Linked DNA regions of Mus musculus: regions 2 and 3 are each linked to region 1. Evidence: chromatin contacts called from public HiChIP or PLAC-seq and promoter capture Hi-C data. All regions are on one chromosome and are shown on one strand. Each heading gives the region's core, a stretch centred on a gene start, on an enhancer-like site or on the middle of the called end of the contact. The rest is flanking DNA. Distances are from core to core; before and after follow the strand shown.

The links. Promoter capture Hi-C pulls out the DNA fragments that hold promoters and counts their contacts. HiChIP or PLAC-seq counts read pairs in DNA pulled down with a chosen protein or histone mark.
Region 2: a contact with region 1 is called in an H3K4me3 HiChIP or PLAC-seq map of embryonic stem cells, with 16 read pairs. The contact joins the enhancer-like site here to the promoter of Prmt3 in region 1. A contact is called at or near these places in 4 of 39 promoter capture datasets (the C10 cell line, liver and pre-B cells) and 4 of 115 datasets of contacts at active chromatin or transcription factors (cardiomyocytes, embryonic stem cells and stem cell-derived neural progenitor cells).
Region 3: a contact with region 1 is called in a promoter capture Hi-C map of pre-B cells. The contact joins the enhancer-like site here to the promoter of Prmt3 in region 1. A contact is called at or near these places in 11 of 39 promoter capture datasets (the C10 cell line, cranial neural crest, embryonic stem cells and 5 more), 1 of 15 datasets of contacts at CTCF or cohesin (embryonic stem cells), 3 of 484 Hi-C or Micro-C datasets (embryonic stem cells and granulosa cells), 23 of 115 datasets of contacts at active chromatin or transcription factors (the 230-238 cell line, acute myeloid leukemia, bone marrow-derived macrophages and 15 more) and 3 of 9 other capture datasets (adipose tissue, liver and pancreatic islet).

The regions. Positions count from the first base shown.
Region 1 is chr7:49,776,912-49,779,938 of GRCm38.p6, forward strand. It overlaps Prmt3 (protein arginine N-methyltransferase 3), which reads left to right and starts at 1,447. Exons shown (of 16, transcript NM_133740.2): 1 at 1,447-1,590; 2 at 1,670-1,802. The coding sequence starts at 1,566.
Region 2 is chr7:49,524,820-49,527,846 of GRCm38.p6, forward strand. The region is part of intron 11 of Nav2 (neuron navigator 2); the gene reads left to right. Among named protein-coding and RNA genes, the nearest start is that of Gm32694, 33 kb to the right of the region's middle. Within about 2 kb of position 1,467, at least 31 of the 459 cell types and tissues checked have an H3K27ac peak or open chromatin away from gene starts, as enhancers often do. A contact at or near this core is called in embryonic stem cells, liver and stem cell-derived neural progenitor cells, where this site is marked.
Region 3 is chr7:49,599,891-49,602,917 of GRCm38.p6, forward strand. All of the region lies in intron 37 of Nav2 (neuron navigator 2), which reads left to right. Among named protein-coding and RNA genes, the nearest start is that of Dbx1, 35 kb to the right of the region's middle. Within about 2 kb of position 1,476, at least 132 of the 459 cell types and tissues checked have an H3K27ac peak or open chromatin away from gene starts, as enhancers often do. A contact at or near this core is called in acute myeloid leukemia, bone marrow-derived macrophages, double positive thymocytes and 8 more, where this site is marked.

The DNA.
Region 1 (3,027 bases), core at 197-2,696:
CCTCTGGTAGGTTGACCACACTCCTGTGGTTGTCCCCCAACCCAGAGTATATGGACCCCAGAAACTGGAATCCATGTTATTGTTTTTTAAAAGGATATAAAGGTGAGGGGTAGGGCCATGGGAGTGGATGGATCTGAGAGGAATTAAGAGGAGGAGTGGGAGGCATATGATCAAGAGACACTGTGTGATATTCTCAAAAATATTTTAAAAAATTATGATGTGAGCAAAATCCTGTTGGGGGAGGGTGTTAGCACCCCCCCCCCTGTTACCTGGCTAGGTATGCCTGAGTCACTACAAAAGGGGCTGCTTGTCCCCTCTGAGTCCTCTTGCCTTCTGGCTCCTGCCCCCCTCTCTCCCCATTCCCTCCCCCCTCTCTCTCCACGTGCTCATGGCTGGCCTCTACTCCTCTAATCCGCTACTCTCTCTCTCTCTCTCTCTCTCTGCCTTTTTCTGTCTCTATTACCTTCTTAACTCCCCTCCCCATGCCCTGAATAAACTCTATTCTATACTATTACTATACCATGCCCTCAGGGGGAAGAGGTGCCTCAGCATGGGCCCGCAGAGGCACCACTCCCCCCCCCCCCCCACCTGACTACACCTCCACCAAAACATATCCCTTCTCCCTTTATCTTTTTATAAAACACAACAGAGGGGAAGAGGAACTGCCCACCAAAGAGCTTCAGTGATCAGCAGTACACTGGCTCGAGGGTGTGCATGGTGGGAAGTTGAACTGAGCTGTCTGACACTATACTATGCAGGCCTAGCTGGCCATGTCCTCAAACATGCCCCATGCAGAGTCCAGCCTCATCTGCAGCCTGGAGGCTTTACCTACCCAGAATTACTGCTTCCCACCTGCCTAAGGGAACTCCACTGTTAGATACTAGGAATATTAGAAAGGAGGCAGCCTGAGACTCGGGAACCCTGGTATCCTCCCTAACCCCACAGGCAGGGCAGAGAGCATTTGTTGGCACATATCACACAGTCCACCTGTTTCCATTGTATAGGCTCAAGTTAATGCCTAAACTTTTCACACACGTGTAAGTCTTACCATAACCATCAGGTTACTGCAGTCATGAGAGTGCTTTACCAGTCAGGAAACTGAGGCCAAGAGAAGGCAGGTTACCTGCTCATGCTTAGAATTCAAGCATTCAGAAATAGAGTTCAAACTTAGGGTGTTTGTAAAGCCCATGGTTCTCACTTTATCACTTTAACCCCTAGTAGGGGTGTGGGGCTTGAGTGCACACCCACATACATCAGCATACAGGTTAATTTAAGGGGCTTTCTTGTCTTCCCCAGAGCCTCCGAGCCTGGCCTGCATTGGCCATCTCTGCCGCCAGAGGGCGCTGCGATAAGTCGGTGCTCAACCTTGTAAGCGCCGGCGCCTCGGTTGCGCAAGCGTCCAAGCCGGAGAGCGGTGCCCCGCCCCCTACGCCCACGTGACCCGGAAGCGCTCTCCGGACGGTTCACGCTCCGCGTGTGGATCGCTTTGGGGGCTCCCGCGCACCCGCGCCGCTCGTTCCCGGCTCCGGTGCCGCGCTGTGCGGCCGCGCGCTTGGTCGGCGGCCATGTGTTCGCTAGCGGCGGGGAACGGTGGGTGCCCCCTCGCGTAGGGCGGCGGGGCGCGGGTGGGCGGGCGCGGGTCTCGGTGCTGACCGTGTGTGCTCTGCAGGCCGTGGCGCCGAGCTGGGGCCGGAGCCCCTGGAACTGTCGGACAGCGGAGACGACGCGGGCTGGGAGGACGAGGACGCGGACACTGAGCCCGCGCACGGCCGGCAGCACACACCCTGCCTGTTCTGTGACAGGTTCGTGCCGGTGTGGAAGGCGCGCCGCAGCGCCAGCGAGCACGTGGCGGGCCCGAGGCTCCGGCCCGCGCGGGACGGTTGATTGACAAGGGGCTGCTCACGTGGTCCGGGGGGGGCGGAGCCGGGGACCGCGCTCTGGGTTTGCCTCTGCAGCCCAGTCAACCCCACCCCTCACTCTAATTCCCCCCCCCCACCCCCCATACTAAGTCAGGCCTGGCATACCATCACTCTGGAGGCTGAGGCAGGAGAATGGTCAGGAATCCCAGGCCAGCCTTGAGTCACCAAGCTAGACCCTCTCGAAAACACACCCAGAAAAAATCTGAACTTCACACCTTAGTCCTAAATTAGGGATTCCATGAAGGCTGGGTGTTTTTCATTCTGTTCCTTGGATACCAGACTTTGAAAGCGCATAGACTGGAAGCGCGCTTCCATTTCTACCATCCTATAATAGGACGTTCTCTTCTCATGTAACATTCAACTGAGCCATTTAGACAGAACTAGCTCACTTCCATGATTGAGGGAGGAACTGATGCTCTTTGTACTTAGGGGAAAATGAGGCTGCAGAGCCACCAACTTGTTCAAGGTCACGAAGCTGCTGTTTATATTCCTAGGACACACCTTCTTTTCACTTAAAATCCTGCATCTTAGATGGAAGTGACTTGGCTGAAAAAGGGGTGATTGATGTTGACTAGCGCTGCTGGGTCCCGCCCCCTGTGTCGGTTCCTGGTGCTGACTGGTGGCATATTAGTGGTCCTAGGTGGCGCCTCATTGGAGAGGAGAATGACTGCACACTCGTATTTATTGTATTTATTGAGCATCTGTGGTGCAGTGCCCTGTGATAGGCTGCGAGGATGATCCAGATGACCTGTCTTGGCAGACATTGAGAGTTGCCTGTGTGCTAGGCATACAGAAGTGAAGTGCGGAGTCTCTGCTGTATATTCGTTCGTGTCCTTCAGTGTTGGAGGTTACATACAAAAGAAGTGTTATTCTTCACGCTGTAGTGCAGGTGCTGTAGGACTACCAAGGTCACTTGAAATCTGGCACTTTGGGAATGTGCCAGCTGTATAATTGTGTGCTTTGTGTCTAAAAACACTATGCTGGGTTCAGAGGGAGGGGAAAGAGGCTCAACTAGGGAACTTTTGTGACTTGAGAGAAACCAAATATATCAGAGAGAGCTTTATTACCCAGAAGCCTCTGGGTAAATTTGGGGTATTCAGTGTTGTCT
Region 2 (3,027 bases), core at 217-2,716, 250 kb before region 1:
CACTCTGCAGACCAGGCTGACCTTGAACTCAGAAATCCGCCTGCCTCTGCCTCCCAAGTGCTGGGATTAAAGGCGTGCGCCACCACTGCCCAGCTGTATTCAGCTTTCTATAGATTTCTATAGCCTTAAGATGTACCGGAAACTAAACAGAAGGTCAGGGTTGAGAATTTATGAGGAGGTCGAGACCCCATGTACCCCAGCCCCCGACCTCCGTAGATTTAAGGTGGCCAACTAGTTGGCCTCTCTGGGAATCCCCCCCCCCCCATTTCCTTTAGCTCACAATTTTCAAATGACCTGTGTCCTTGGCTTGGAGAGCAGGTGGATGCTCTGATTTCTTAATACCCTTCCCCCTGCCAAAGCAGATTGATTTTTTTTCTCCCCTTGATGTGGTTCCCAGGAATTCTGGAACCAGAGTTGCTAATACATGAAGTGAGAGGACCCTACTCAGCTCGCTTGGCATCTGAGGGCTCCCCTTCCCCATCTATATAAAAGACCTTAGTACTCGCTAGCGATAGCACAGTCGGCTGACATCCACAGGATACTGAACCGGTGCCTGGAACCTGTTATTAAAACTCTTCTCCCTAGTCAGCGAGTGTTCACTGTTTGCATGCCTTGCGATGACGGCTGGATCTGTGGATGTTCAGTTTAGGGGAAACCCCTTCTGGGAAATTGAAAGTGAGGCTGAGTTTGCTGAGAACCTCGGCCCATGCTGGCTAGTGACTGGCAGTGGCTCAAGCTGAGCATGGTGGAGCCTGGGAGGAGAGAAGGCTTTGTGTAGCTGAGGTCAGCAGACACTCTGGTGCCTGTTACAACAATGAGGGTCTGAGGCATCCAGACCAAAGCCTAGGGTTCCCAACCATGCCAAGCCCCTGAAGCCAGAGGGAGAATTTCACGCTTGCTCGGAGGGACCACCTACTTGTCCAGGAGTGGGTTACCCAAATGGAACAAAGGTGCTGAGGGGTGAAACCCAAGCCCGGAGCAATCTCATCTCTGCTAAATCCCCTCTAAGCCCTCTTGGTGGCATTTCTGTTTCCCTCTCTTCATCCCAAGTGACTGGGCTTGCACCTGGCACCATCAATAGAAGTGCTTCTCCCTTGAGACCTTGTCCACAGACAACAGCAAGGAGCACTATTCACCACCACCACCACCCCCAAAAAAACCCCAGACTTTACTGCCTGTTTCACAATGTCAGTGACACCTCCCTCCCATACCGTACCGTGCAGGTTCCTTGCAACCTGGGCTACAGCTGCCCTGAGTTGGTGTGTCCGGAGAACCCATCAAACCCTTTAATTCTCACAAAAGGTCTGTGAGAACTGAACCGGGTGTCATTAGCACAGGACCACATGGGAGACCAGAAATGAGGGTGCTCTAACAAGGTAATTGGCGCCTGGATTCCAGCAAAGACCTATTTGGTTCTCTGCAGAGCTGGCACAACCTCTGTGTGCCTCTTGAGTTTAGCGGCATCCTGGCCCATGTCTAGGCCAATGAAGCTTGCTGACTTTGGGATTTAAACTCTGCCCTTGCAAAGTTCAAATTAAACTTCTGGGTATTTTTTTTTTTTTTACCAGAACTACACACAGAGTATGCTGGCCCCAGAGAGAGGTTGACTAGCTTGTAGGGTTTTGTTTTGTTTTGTTGTTGTTTCTTTGGTCTCTTATGTTGTTGTTCTTCCCCACGTGCTGGGAATCCTTGTCATGCTGTTTCTCAGCTATAGCTGAACCCCACGTATGTTTTATTTTTCTTAAATTCAACTAGCTGTGTCTTCCGTGGTGTGGAACACTTCTTAGACCTTCTAGAACATTGAGTAGACGTGTATTAAAAACCTGTGAAGTGGGCACTTGGAAGGTGGGTGGCTCAGAGGATAACACTGGTAAGACACTGTCAGGACAAGCCTCATCTGGCTTCTTAGATTCTGAGGTTGATACGGGTTCTAAACCTGTATCAGACTGGGCCCATGTAGCATGTAAATCTGTGATTGCAAGGCTCCCAGGACTACAGTGATATAGGAGGTGGAGACAGGAAAACCTCTGGAAGCCATTGAACTAGCCTGGTGAACACATGGGTTCTAGTGAACTCAGGAGAGATCCTGCCCCAAACAAGGTGGAAGATAAACACCAGACCAACCTCATCCTCTGATTTGTATTAGCTCTGTGGCCTGCAGAGCCCTTGGATATGAACACACATTATGTGTGTGTGTGTGTGTGTGTGTGTGTGTGTGTATGTATATATGTATATGTATCATACACACATCACTTGTAACACTTGTAGTGAATACTCACAATTCACTTTGCAGGTTCCCACTTCCATGACCTTTGACCTATTTTCTCCACTCCTCAGTTTTCTCATCTCTGAATAATTATGAATTACTTATATCTGGCTCATGATAACTGGGAAGTTAATATGTTAAATAACAGCTGGGCACAATACTTAGCTGTTAATGTTACTTATTGTTTTGATCATAGAAGTATGGAAATTAAAGGAAATAGGATATTGGGAATATTAACAGACTTTCTACAGATCAATTAAAGCAGGGTTTTCTGTCATCTCCCTGGTCCTTTATGAAAGGCCTTCTAGGAATTCTAGAAAGGCTTTTGAAAAAGGTTTCCCTAATGGGACCTTGGAGCAGTTGGGGGTTGGAGATGCTCTGAGCCAGCCTGCTGGTGAGGAAATAGTTAACATACCTGTTTGGTGGGAATACAGGTAGCGACCTTTCCCTTTCTTTTCCTGGTAAGCCTAAAGCTGGGCTTGCTCGCTCATCCATACCAGAGGACTTCATTCCAATCAGGCCCTGGGGTTTCAGGGAACAATTGCCTTGAACAATAGCCAGAAAACAAGTTCCACCAGTCTGGACTTTTTTTTTCCTGCAACTGATTGCAGCTGGCTGGCTGAGGTGGGGGTTGGGGGCCGGTGGCAGAGTGGGCCCCACTGGGACTCCTCAGTTGAACTGGAAGAGCTAGCAGGTAAGGTCTGGTACAGCTGGTGTTGACTCCCCAGAAGTTTAGTTAACTGCAGAGATGTGGTAAGAGG
Region 3 (3,027 bases), core at 226-2,725, 180 kb before region 1:
CTCCCATTTGGAGGTGAACTGAAAGGGAGGTTTCAGGCATAGCTGGGAAGTCACCTATGATTCCTTTGCTCAGGGAGCCATTGCAGAAGGGACTCTTCCTCTTCATCCAGCCAAGAGCAAAGGGCATAGATAGGAGGGGCTTCAAAGTGGCTGCTGCTGAAGGGCCTGCCTGTGACAGGGACCAAGTGGATGTGTCATTCTTAGAGGTCATCTGAAGGACATGTCCTCAGTGTAGAAGCAGTGAAGGGAGACAGCTGGGTTAGGATTGCCTAGTACCACCCTGTCCCAAATCTCCTAGCTCTGCCTGGTAAATTAGTACAGGAGGCGGCCCTGAAGTCTGCTGATTCATAAGGATTGGCCGTGTTTCCTTGTCGGGGTTAAGGTGGAAGTTGGAGGATCTACCAGGCTTTACACCAGGGTCCTGGCACTCCTGCAGCCCTGAGAGAATACAGGGAAGAAAACCCAAGGCCAGCCAAAGCTTTGACCTTAACATAGTTCCCTCAGCAGACCACCATGATTGAGTGAGGGCTGGAGTCCAGAGCAATGTGACAGCTACAGCTACTTTGTGACAATGAGGCCATCCTAGGGTCTCCTGTAACTTACAAGTGTTATAGGTAGCCAGGAAGCAAAGTTTTTTGGTTGGGTTTGCTGGGTTTTTGTTGGTGTTTTTTTGTTTTGTTTTGTTTTTTTTCGAGACAGGGTTTCTCTGTGTAGCCCTGGCTGTCCTGGAACTCACTCTGTAGACCAGGCTGTCCTTGAACTCAGAAATCCGCCTGCCTCTGCCTCCTTAATCCCTTAAGGGCGTGCGCCACCACTGCCCGGTGGTTTTTGTTGTTTTAAGCACAGTGTCTTATATAGCCTAAGCTGGCCTTGAACTCTGTATATAGCCCAGGCTAGCCTTGAATTTCTGATGTTTCTACTTCAAACTCCAGCATGCAGGGATTGTAGACACGTGCTAACACACGTGTTATTTTGCTGTTGTTTGTTTGGTACAGAGTCTCTCTGTGTAGACCAGCCTGGCCTTGAACCCACAGAGATCTGCCTGCCTTTGCCTCCTGAGTTCTGGGATTAAAGGTGTGCACTGCTGTGCCTGGTTTAGTGTTAGGCAGGGTTCTACCTGTGATTTCACTAGATGAGAAAAGTCCTTAATTTTTTAAAAAGCTCATTTCACTTCCCCTCTCTCCTTGGCTCCCTCTGAGGGAAAGCTGAGTGTGTGCCAGGTACCATACGGGGTCCTTCCCTCCTCACCTCTCCCCTGCACAGTGGCCACTAGGGAAGCACACTGTCATTTAGAACATGTGTGCCCTTCCTTAGCCAAGGCTATGAGTTGAGAAGAGGTGGAGACCTCAGAATAGGTTCCAAAGGGGGCTGTCACATGTTAGGAGCCAGAAAGAGGGCTGCCCATGGGGAGACAGGGAAAGAATACAGGGAAGTCATTCTTGCAGGCACCAGCCTTTACCATCAGACTCAGGCAATGCTTGCGTGTGGGCGGGACAGGACATGACAACGCATCGCCCCCTAGTGGAGAGCATGCAGGCGGTAGTATCTTTTTCTGGAATATGTGAATGAAAGTCACCTGTGTGTAAGTCATGCCTAGAAGTGCTTCCTAAATGTGAATGTTGGTGCTGCCGTGCACATCCAGGAGTCCTGTGCTTCCTGTAGGATCAGGAGGTTCGCAGCAGCCCAAATCTTAGTTTCCAGTGTCTTAGCATCATCCTTAATTCCTGAGCCAGTAGTAGACCAGCTTCCTCCTCCCTGGGGAAAGTGATTGTCTGCCTGTCCAGCTGCCCTCCAGAGTCTGCAGAAGAGCCCGGAAGCTGCACAACACTTCCTCTGCTTGCCTTAGACTGACTCACGGCCACCTGGCCTTGACCACATCCTGTGGAATGTAGGAAGGGTTGTAAAAAAGAAAATGTTTTTTGTTCTTACAGCTAATGTTTGCTGCACCTACGAATGCTTACCTTATGACTCAGTCTCAGGTCCCATTCCCCGTTGTCATCAGAAACGCTTGCCAGTGTGTCTGGTGTCTGCAGAGCGGAGCAATTCAGAAGGCCTGGTGTTGGGGGTAGACTGGGGGTGTTAAGGGCAGGTGCTGCAGAAGGACACCCAGAGACCTTTCCTCAGTTACCAAGGTCCTCTGACACCTTCTGCAGTCCCCTGTGCCAGCTTTGGCTTTCCCCTCCAAAAAATGGGAAAAAAAAATCTGACCTATGGGACAATTGTACTGGCCTGGTTTCTGGAAACCCAGTTGTTCTCTGAGCCTATAGTGCAGGGGCTAAGGATGAAGAGCAAGTGTGGACAAAACCACTGGGCCTCAGGAGTGCTAAGGGCATGCTCAGCCTCAGCCTTAGTGGTTCTAAGGCCTTGAGGGACCCCTTGGAAAGGCAGTCTTGTTCCTTCAGAGGGCCCGGTAGGGAGAGGCTTCTAATCTGAATTTGCTTCTTCAGCTGTAACCATCCCCAGCCACTTCTGTGTCCTCTTCACTCCTGATCCACACATGGGTCCACACCCGCCCCTCTCCCAAATCGTTCCTGCTCATACTGAACTGCTTTAGGCTGCTGGACTGAATTCAAGAACCAAGATTGATGAAGGGAGCTGTAGCAGCAAACTAGGCTAGAGGCTAGGCTGGGGTATGGGGGAGACAATGAGCTGACATCTGACAAGATAATGTCATAGGAGGTGCTGAGGTAAAGTGAAGGAGGAAGCCACTAATATAAAGAGATGGGCTTATCTAAGGTGGGGGTAGTGTGGGTGGCATCCTGGATAGAAATCAGATTCTAAGACCTGGAGTAACTCAGGGGACTCGGGGAGAGGGGACCCACCAGAGCGAATGATGAACTTAGGCCAGGCTGACATGGGGAGGTCTGGTGAACAGCCCCGCTCTCAGGCTCCAGTAATATCGTTTCTGCTGATTCAAAGTGGTCCCGTGGGTAAGTAAGAGGGAAAGGCCCCAAGAAGGAAGTTTGAGTCCTGGGTTCTAATCCAGATCTGCCTTCCAACCTTTCACATCAGCAGTGCCGTTAGCTT